Linked DNA regions of Rattus norvegicus: region 2 is linked to region 1. Evidence: chromatin contacts called from public Hi-C data. All regions are on one chromosome and are shown on one strand. The core of a region is the stretch at or near the end of the contact, and the rest is flanking DNA. Distances in the headings are between cores, read along the strand shown. Region 1 overlaps Ccn4 (cellular communication network factor 4). Region 2 holds the start of Ndrg1 (N-myc downstream regulated 1).

Region 1 (4,840 bases), core at 1,796-4,295:
CTTCTTCTGAGACAGAAGGAAGCTGTATCTGGTCTTCCCCAACACACACCCTTTTCTTTCTCCCTTTCTGTCTCCTCCTGAACCTCCCAAGCCTGCTCCATCATCAGTATTACACCTGTAGTAGATGTCCTCCCTAGCAGTACCTGGGCTACCTCGCTCTCATTCTGGTCTTTGTAGAAGAAAGCCCTCTCACAGCCGCCCTCTCACAGCCATAGGATCTTCCTGGGCCACTTGCTTTCAGTCTACAGCCATCTGTACACCCAGCACACCCTCCCTGTTCCCTTATCTCCCAACACTTATCCATAGTGGCCAACACCATCAAAAATCACTCCATATGACCATTGGACCACCTTTCCACTTTATCATGTGATCAAGGACCAGTCCACGGTCATTCTGTCCAGCCCCACAGTCAGTACTGAGGAAGGCAGCCCACTTTGTTTCTAGGTTCTGGTTTCCTGTGTATGCTTTGGACAGGCATGCATCAGTACCACTTCCTTCAGGGAAGACTGTAGGAATAAAAATGTCTGAACTCCAACACTAGGGTGCTAGACCCTCCCACTCAACATCCAGCAATGTCTTCAGTGGCTGCCCTACTGATGTCATGAAGCACCTTCACAGTACCCCCTCTCTCTTTCTCCCTGATGTGCTCATCTCTTCACATGACCCTCTCTTTGTCCTTGGGGTGCAGCCAGCTGATACGTGGGCCAGGTTCCCTTTCCTCACCTGAGTGACTTCTTGGCATGGCACCTTAGGCAGAGGGAAACTGCACAGAAGTAACTTGACCCGGAGCCCATACCTCTTGGCCTGACACGTCTGCCGCCTGTGTTTGCAGAGGTGGTCGGTGTGGGCTGTGTCCTGGATGGCGTGCGCTACACCAATGGAGAGTCCTTCCAACCCAACTGCAGGTACAACTGCACCTGTATTGATGGCACCGTGGGCTGCACACCACTGTGCCTGAGCCCCAGGCCCCCACGCCTCTGGTGCCGCCAGCCCCGTCACGTGAGAGTCCCTGGCCAGTGCTGTGAACAATGGGTATGTGATGATGATGCCAGGAGGCCACGCCAGACTGCACTGCTGGACACCAGAGCCTTTGGTAAGAGTGGGCAGGGACAAGTGGAATCTCTGGGTATCACAGAGCCCCTAAATTTCTAATGTTCTCTTCATAAATCAAGCCCCCAGGCCATTACCGTCTCCACAACTCACCAGTGGCTTTGCGGATGTGCTGTCTGGGACCCAAATTCCCTATCTTTAAAATGCAAATAACACCATCTTTCCTGCCTTCCTTATGGGCTTCTCCCAGCTTAAAAGCCTGGCATGACATTTGCAGTCCCCCAGGAACTAGAGAGAAGAGCAGGTGGCAGGGTCTAGGGAGGACTAGTTGGTCTTCCAGATAACTCAAGGATTCTATTGCTATGGTCGCATGAGCAGGAACTTTATCTAGGTAAGCCTGATAAGAAGAAGCCCTGGGAGCAAGGACAGGGATGTGATTTATTCACCATTGCCTGCTGGAGCTTGATGCACTTGCCAGATATTTGGAAAATATCCAGCTAGTGTTTGCAGAAGTAGCCACATAGGTGTTCGGCTACAGGTGGCTGGATATATGGGTGAATAGATCATAGCTAGATGATGGGTGTGTGCTGCACTAAGAATCTATAGACATGTGGATAGATGCATAGAGGAGAAATGGTGGGAGAAGGGAAGAGAAGTAGATGGATGGATGAATAGCTAAATCAGACGGCATATGAATGCATGCATGGAGAGAGAATGGTTATATAATGGATGGAAAACAGATATGTGGAATAAAATAGATAGATAGATAGATAGATAGATAGATAGATAGATAGATATAGATGTAGATAGACAGATAATTACAATGGATGAATGGGTGATAGATGGGTAGATAAAGGATAGATGTACACAGATGCTGTCTGATTAGATGGTGGTGAATATTTATGCATAGTTAGGCTTCTGAGCTAGGGCAGAGGGGACAAAAGTGATGAAAGGATAAGAGCAAGAATCAGTGCTGGACGACTCAAGGCCTAGCATCTATGCTGTGCATGGCGTAGTGGAAGGAATGAAGCGTGGCTCCTGGGACTGGCCACTGTCCCAGGAGAGAGAGAATACAAGCAGAGGACCATGTTTTAGGGAGCTGGTGAGTTGCTTGGCATGAGCAGGCTGAGTTTGAGGAGAGCTCAGAGGGAGAGACATCCAATGAGGGCAACCTCACCGAGGGAGTCCCACAGGAAAAGAGCTCCGCTTAGAGCAGCTGCTGGCCGCCCGTTGATATGTCCTGGGAATAACACACACAGTGAGACAGAGGAGCCTGGAGTAGAGAGCTAGGAAGCGTGGCTTTTGAGGAATAGACAAGAGAAGAGGAGGCCAGAGACTATGAAGAAACAGAGTCTGGGGAAATGAGGAGAATCCAAGAGAATCTAACACACAGACCACAGAATGCGGGCACTGTTAAAGGAAAATGCCTCTGAGGCAGGTAACCCCAAAGGAGAGAAGACTGCTTACCACTGGACTTTGGGGGTGCTAATGTTTTTAAAATGTTTAAATGTGTGAGTTTGCTCAGAGACTATGTGGAGCTGCATTCTTGGCCTTGGTGCCAGCAGCACTGAAGATTAAAAGGTTGGGAGGGTTGGTTTTGTGGGGGCAGGGGCATTACAGGCTTGGCAGCATCCCTAGACAGTCCCTTTAGATGACAGCAACACCTCCCCAAATTGCGACCATCTGAATCAACTCCAGATCTTACATAACAAATGTGACTTAGGGAACAAAATCTCCCATATGGAGAAACAATGTGGTAGAGATGAAAGCCGGTAGCAGGGAAGGTTTGGTCCCTGGTAGCTCAGGGAAGCATGGCAGCTCCGCCCACGAAACCTGCTTTTAGTATAGCACAATAGTCCCTGGGTGGTGGAGGAAAGCAGAGGCTGCCTGCCCATTGTGTGTGACCCAGTGACCCAGTTCTTAGCCATCCCAGGCAGAGGCCCTGCAGCAGTATGGAGGAGACCCAGAAACCAAAGCCCTTTATCCTCTCAGCCTCCTTGACAAATCCCTCCCTCCATGCCCGCTCCAGGCTCCCAGCCAGCTCATCCCAGACTGCCCGCTTCTGTCCTTGGATGCCTCCATTGCTTTCTCCCTCCTGTGTGGGGGAGGCCCTCCCTCTCTCAAATTGACTCCCAAATTCACTCACCAGCAGTGCCTGCTGCATACCTTCAAGCTCCAGGGACTGTATGAAGAGCTGTTACCCTAAATAGATTCCTTGTCTACCTGGTGTGTGTTTCGTCTCTTCCTTCTCTCATTTTTTGATTACCTTGTCTCTCCTTGCTTTCATTCTCTCTGTCTGTCTTTCTTTCTCTCCCTGTCTCTCCATTCCTCTGTCTGTCTCTGTCTCTCTGTGTCTGCCTTTCTGTCTCTGTGTGTCTGTGTGTATGTCATTCTCTCTCTGTCTCTCTGTCATCTCTCCCCAACCCCTTTCTTCCATTTCCTGAGAACACAGGTGGAATGTCTGTCTGTCTGTCTGTCTGTCTGTCTGTCTGTCCCATCTTCCTGCAAGCTGTTCTGCCTTGTCTGCCATCTATCTGCTTGTCTCCCTCCATAGCTCACCACTCTCCCCACTGCTCACCACTAGCAAAGCATGCACCGATCAGATGCTGGGCCCTGTAGATTCATAGGACCAGTTAGGAGCAAATAATACAAGGGGTCCATAGTTGAGTAATGGGACCAGCTGGCATGTACAGGGATTTACTAATCCAGGGGCATCTGATGCACTGTCACATGTGTGACTGTCCTCTCAGATCCAGGACCTTGGAATGCCATTCTTAATCTCTTTAATAATGGAGAACTGAGGCCTATGGATGAGATTACAACTTGAAAGCAAGTGCAGTGCAGAGAGATAAACTCAAGAAGTATGACACAGAAGTCTATGGTCTCTTCAGCTACTCTGTTCTGAAATTACTGAGATGGGATGTCAGGGGCTAGGACGTGCGACTCACCTTTGAACTTTCACATATATACTTCATTTCTGAGAGGCAGTAGGATGGACAGTCTCTTTTTTAACAGACCCTGCTCAGTGCCTTGCAGATGCTTAGCATAAACTTAGTCAAAATCTACACCCTTTTCCAGTAGCCCTACAAGGTAGATATCCCTCTAATGCAATGACTGAGGCCCAGCAAGAACTGGGGAAGATAGCATAGCTTGTAGATGTTCACTGTATCGCTTACCTTTCTAGTTGCTGTAACAAAATATCTAAAGAAAAACAATTTAAGAGAGAAAGGGTTTATTTTGCTTTACATTTTACAAAGAGATGCAGGAGCTAGAGAGGTGGTTCAGATTTGAAGAGTGCTTGCTGTTCTTCCAAAGGATCCGAGTTTGGTTCCCAGCACTTAGAGCTACCTGGTGGTTCACAACTGCCTGTAACACCAGTTCCAGGGGTTCAGATGCCCTCTTCTGGTCTCCACCAGGACAAGCATATACATGGCACACATACACAGACATGACACAGACACACAAGTAAAAATAAATGTAAAAATAAAATCTCATAATGAAAAAAACGGAGATACCATTCATCACAGTGGAAAAGGTAGCAGGGGCAGGAGGTAGTGTCTGGTCATTGGCATCCTGTCTAGAAGGAGGGAAGGGATGAATATTGGTGCCTAGCCCACTTTTTTCGTTCTATTTGGTCTGGAACCCCAGTTCATGCCCATAGTTAAGGTAGGTCTTCTCAGTTCACTTCATCCAACGTAGAAAATCCTTGCCAGACATACCCAGAGGCCTGTCACCTAGGTGGTTCTAGACCCTGTCCAATTGACAGTCAATAGTAACCATCATAGAGACC
Region 2 (4,617 bases), core at 1,529-4,028, 57 kb after region 1:
ATAGAGATGATATGGCCCACGCAGCATCCCTGTGGAGACTGAAGACCTAAGGACATTGGGATGCTCTGTCTATCCTGTTCCAGACTTTCTTCCTATCCTATACTTGTCCTGTTCTGGCCACACCACACCCTCAGTGCTAGTCATTACACTAACTTCCTCAGAAGGTACGGGACCTTTGATGACTCCTCTGGAGCTAGGTCATAAGAGAAGCCCTGCAGCTTTTGGGATATCAGAAAAGCACATTGCCTTCTTTCTGACCCCTGCTGGGGCTAGTTCAGGCCACCAGGGGTCAATGCACCCAGGGCCCTCAGCACTGTTGGGGGTTGAGGGGAGAGGTACCTAACTCAGAAAACCACCAGGCAGAGGGGATGTGATCCTTGTCTCTTTCTCACTGAATTGACTTTGCTTCTACTTCAGCACCTGATTTAAACACTTTCAGAACAAACAAACAAACAAAAAAAAAAAAAAAAAAAAGCAAAAACCACTTACACTTTGCCTTTCTCTCCTAGTGACCTCACCTGAAACTCGATAAGAAGAAAAGTTCCCATTCATATTCTGTAGCATTCAGGGGAAAAACAAAAAACAAAAACAAAAACAAAAATAAACAACAATCAGTCCTAACCAAGAGACTTCTGAGAAAAAGATTCTGAATAGAGTTCTGGCTCTGGCTGACCTGGACACAGACCTCTCCAACTCTGATCTCGGTTTTCATCTCTAAAGTGGCAAAAGACAAGAAAGGATAGTGTAGGAGTTTGGATTTTCTTTTCAAAGAGCCCAATCAGTACTTAGAAATATCTGGCTTGCCTTCACCAAGAGAAAGCTTACCAGAGAAGGAGACTCTACAATGGACCCAGGAACTAAGCAATACCTCCAGCCATAGCATTGTATCTGATCCCTACCAGAGTCAAGGCAGAGAGCAGAGCTGTCCCAGTCATTTTTAATGTACATTTTAGCTCTTCCTATGGGTCAGGCTACTGTCCTCGGTATGGCAGAAAAAGTCTTCCTTCCCCAGGTTCCTGGTACTGGTCACTGGGAGACCAAGTACCACAAAGGCAGCACAGGAGGCATTAGCTCCCTGACAGCATCTACTGTAGAGCCTCTCCTGGGGCTTTTCCAGCCCTTCCTTAAAAAGCCTCCCTCACACCTTTCTTAGCCCCTACTTGGCACCACCCTGGCCCGCGTCCCATTGAACCACACCCATACAACAGTGGTCTGGCCCTTCCCTGCCACTGTCCAGAAGTTGGCAAGTCCCTTGAAACTGGTGTTGGAGGCTTTTCTCTGCACCTAGCTTTCTCTCCTCACACATGTGAAATAGGCAAATTGCTGGGATTTATGACAGTAAGAAGCAACAGAACACGGAATGGGGGAGAGGGGAAGCATTGGCTGACCTGAATTTCCCATCTTCTACAGGACCTTCAAGAACTCAAATAAGCCGAATTGCCCAGGAAGCCTGTGAGGGAGAGCTGAAGGCTGTTCTAGGACACGGACCACTGGACTTCCCTCCCCCATCCGCTGTCCTCCCACATTAAAACCCAAGGGGCGGTACATGGGGGATCCATGATGACTGCCAGCATGGGCAAGAGACAGGGGAACACTGAAGGTGGCAGAGTAAGCAAGCCATCCACAAATCCTAGCTTCAGCTACTAATTTGACAGAGGCGGTGACAGCCTGTTTCCCCCGAGCCTGCAGCATTCTGCACGCCCCTCCCGAATCTCCCCTACAGGCTGAATCAGAGACCGCAACGGGTCTCCCGGGAACTGAGGAGCAGTTCCAGCTGCTCTCCCGGCTGGAACAGCAGGGAGGATCGCCTGGGAGAAAGAAAGGAGGGTGGGGGTAGGCGGAGGCGAAAATGACGACACTCGGAGCTCCAGCCAACTCTAGGGCTGCCAGATGCCCGCGCGACCCTAGAGGCACAAACCACCTCTCCCGCGCAGCCACATTGCCAACCCGGTACTACCTAGAGGGCCGCACCCTGCCTATGCTGCTCTCGCCGCCAACACTCGCTGTGGCGCGTGCAGCACGCGCCGGGACACACCCCGGACTCTCCCCAGCACACACATGTTCTCTCACACGCACAGCTTGGAGAGCACCGGGCTCTGCGACTGGATGGGAACCTTGGCTCAGATAACACTGTTTCGGGACCAGGCTTCACAGAAGACACACCTTCGCCCCCTTCTCCACACTCCCCGCCAAGTCTGCTCACCCTTTCTCATCCCCTGGATACACACACATGCCACAGTCGCTCTTTTCCTAGTCATCCCATCACCCATTCACACCCCTTCACACGCGCGAGCTCACACAAAGTGTCCCCTTGAGCCAAGTGGACAGTGGAGTCAGCTGTGGCTCGGGGTTAATGCCAGGAAGCGCGACCCAGGTATTCCTAGGCTCTCCGCCCCAACTTCAACCCCTCAATCCCACTTCCCCAGTTAGAGAGAAAGCTGAGACCCAACATGTCTTTTTCTGCCTTATAATAATTGAAACACGCTCCAAGGATGCCAGCGACCCCTCCGGCGCTGGCGCCACCGAAGACCACGGGTTGTGGTCTTCGCAAGGGCCACAAAGCACTGGCGGGGAATCCAGTAAAGTAGCACCCCGAAGACGAGTTTTCCTGAGGGTCCTTGTCTTGCCCCGGAGGTAAAAGGGGTCCGGAGGGCTTACCTAACCAGCAAGGAAGCACGGAAAGGAGCCAACAGCAAGGCTGAAGGTGCAGCGCCCCGCGGGAGGTGAAGAGAGGGAAGAAGATGGGTGAGCAATCTGCTGGCAGCTCGAGAGGGTAGCCTGGCAAGGTTTGTTTACGTCCGTGCGAAGGACGATTTAATAGGCGCCGGGGCCCCGCCCCCAGGGCCTCGCCCCTCCCAGACCCTCGGCTCCCAGCGCAGCAGGGGACGGGGACACACCCCTTTCCCCCGCCCGGCTCCCACTGCACCCTGCCTGGGCTGGGCGGGGCGGGTTGGAGCCGCCGCCTGTTGCGCAAGCCTTTGCAGGGGCGCGTCGGGAGAGACTGCCAAGCCCGCCCAAGCCCGACCTGCCGCTCCTCCCTGTGATCTGGTCTCGGGACCCCGGCGTGTGCGGCGGACGTGTGTGTACGGAGTGGTAGTGTATGTTCCCGTGCGCGCCCGTGCGTGTGCTTGCGGACTTCCTTGTGTCTCTCTGCCCGACCGCGTGGCCCCCATCGCCTCCGAGTTTCCTAAGCGTCTGCCCGCGCCACGCCCTTCTGGGCGGCAACCCCCACTTCCTCTGGGTCTCCACGTAGTCACTCCGGATCCCCATTTACTGCCTAGATACTAGACTTTCTCTCCAGGTTCCTTTCACGTTGCTTAGCTCCCTTCATTCTCGCCGATCCTGGCGCCCCACAGCTCCCTTTCTATCCTGAGATGACACTGCTCCAGCCTGCCCCGGCAGCAGTGAGCACTCTACACACTGCCTTTTGTGGTCCCCAGAACTTGAGTGGTGTTCGCTTTCCAACCACGGACCTTCTTCCTCTCATTGCTGTTCTAAAACCTTGGCCTGCTTGCCTGTTACCGGTTTCTCAGCCCTGGCCTACACCTGTGTGAGTCTCCAGGAAGCGTTTCTTAAGCAGGTAGCTATCCTGGCTGCACCCCAAAAGCAGCTTAGTCAGAGTCTCTGGGAATGTGCAGCGACGCTGGGGCTTTGAAAAAAAAGCTCGTCAGTGCGTGCAGCAAGATAGCTCATCTGGTAAAGACACTTGGCCTACCAAACCTGAAGACCTAAATTCCATGCCTGGAAACCACAAAGTGAAGAGAAAGAGCACACTGCCAAAAATTTTCCTCAGACCCCCACTCTCCCCATTCACACTAAATAAATAAATACTGCCCGGGTTGACTCTGATGTGAAGCCACGCTGAGAATCTCAACACCCAACACCAAGAAAACAACATTTTTATAGAGAGACTGAGTCACACCTACGCCCCATCCAGTCATTGTCTCAAAACCACCAGCTCAGCTCAACCTTTATGATCAAGTGGCCTTCCCCTCACCCTCCTACTAAATGTCGAGAGGCTCAGTACCCACTCTTCTTTACCCTCCAGTGTGCCTCTAGGTGCCCGAATCCTCACTCTTTTGGTCTATACATATCTAGGAAGCTGCTTTCTGAGCCTGCCCTGTGCTAAGGAACTGGGGGAGGAGGAAGTAAAAAGGGAAAGCTCTTTATTTTGAGAGCATAGCAAAACTGAGCTCCAAGATTTCAGTTTCCCAAGACATCCATACAAGATCGCTAAGCTGGGGACTGGGGATTTAGCTCAGTGGTAGAGCGCTTACCTAGGAAGCGCAAGGCCCTGGGTTCGGTCCCCAGCTCCGGAAAAAAAGAACCAAAAAAAAAAAAAAATCACTAAGCTGAGCTTAATTCAATCTGTAGTTGTCCTGAGCACCTACATGTTCAAGAGCTGCTGGACCCTAGGGCCATGAGAATGAACACTGGCAGATTTGGGAGCCATTTTGTTTTTTGATTAACAACACTCTTAGACTAAGCAGTCTGTCGCCCCATTAATAATCATTTTCCCAGAATCTTTCCTCACTTGTCTATCAACAAACATTTATTGAATACCTATAGTTTGTTATCTGTCAAAGAGTGTCAAATTTGAGATGCTGACAGAATTGC

Evidence for each region. A called contact is a pair of places that touch in the nucleus more often than the background predicts.
Region 2: a contact with region 1 is called in a Hi-C map of prefrontal cortex, with 2.9 times the contacts expected there. The contact joins the promoter of Ndrg1 here to the enhancer-like site in region 1. A contact is called at or near these places in 7 of 12 Hi-C or Micro-C datasets (the A7r5 cell line, Schwann cells, kidney and 3 more).

What each region holds. Positions count from the first base shown.
Region 1 is chr7:100,554,991-100,559,830 of GRCr8, forward strand. Ccn4 (cellular communication network factor 4) reads left to right here. Exons shown (of 5, transcript NM_031716.2): 3 at 833-1,093. Among named protein-coding and RNA genes, the nearest start is that of Ccn4, 23 kb to the left of the region's middle. Within about 2 kb of position 3,046, at least 23 of the 93 cell types and tissues checked have an H3K27ac peak or open chromatin away from gene starts, as enhancers often do. A contact at or near this core is called in prefrontal cortex, where this site is marked.
Region 2 is chr7:100,612,124-100,616,740 of GRCr8, forward strand. It overlaps Ndrg1 (N-myc downstream regulated 1), which reads right to left and starts at 2,779. Exons shown (of 16, transcript NM_001011991.1): 1 at 2,659-2,779.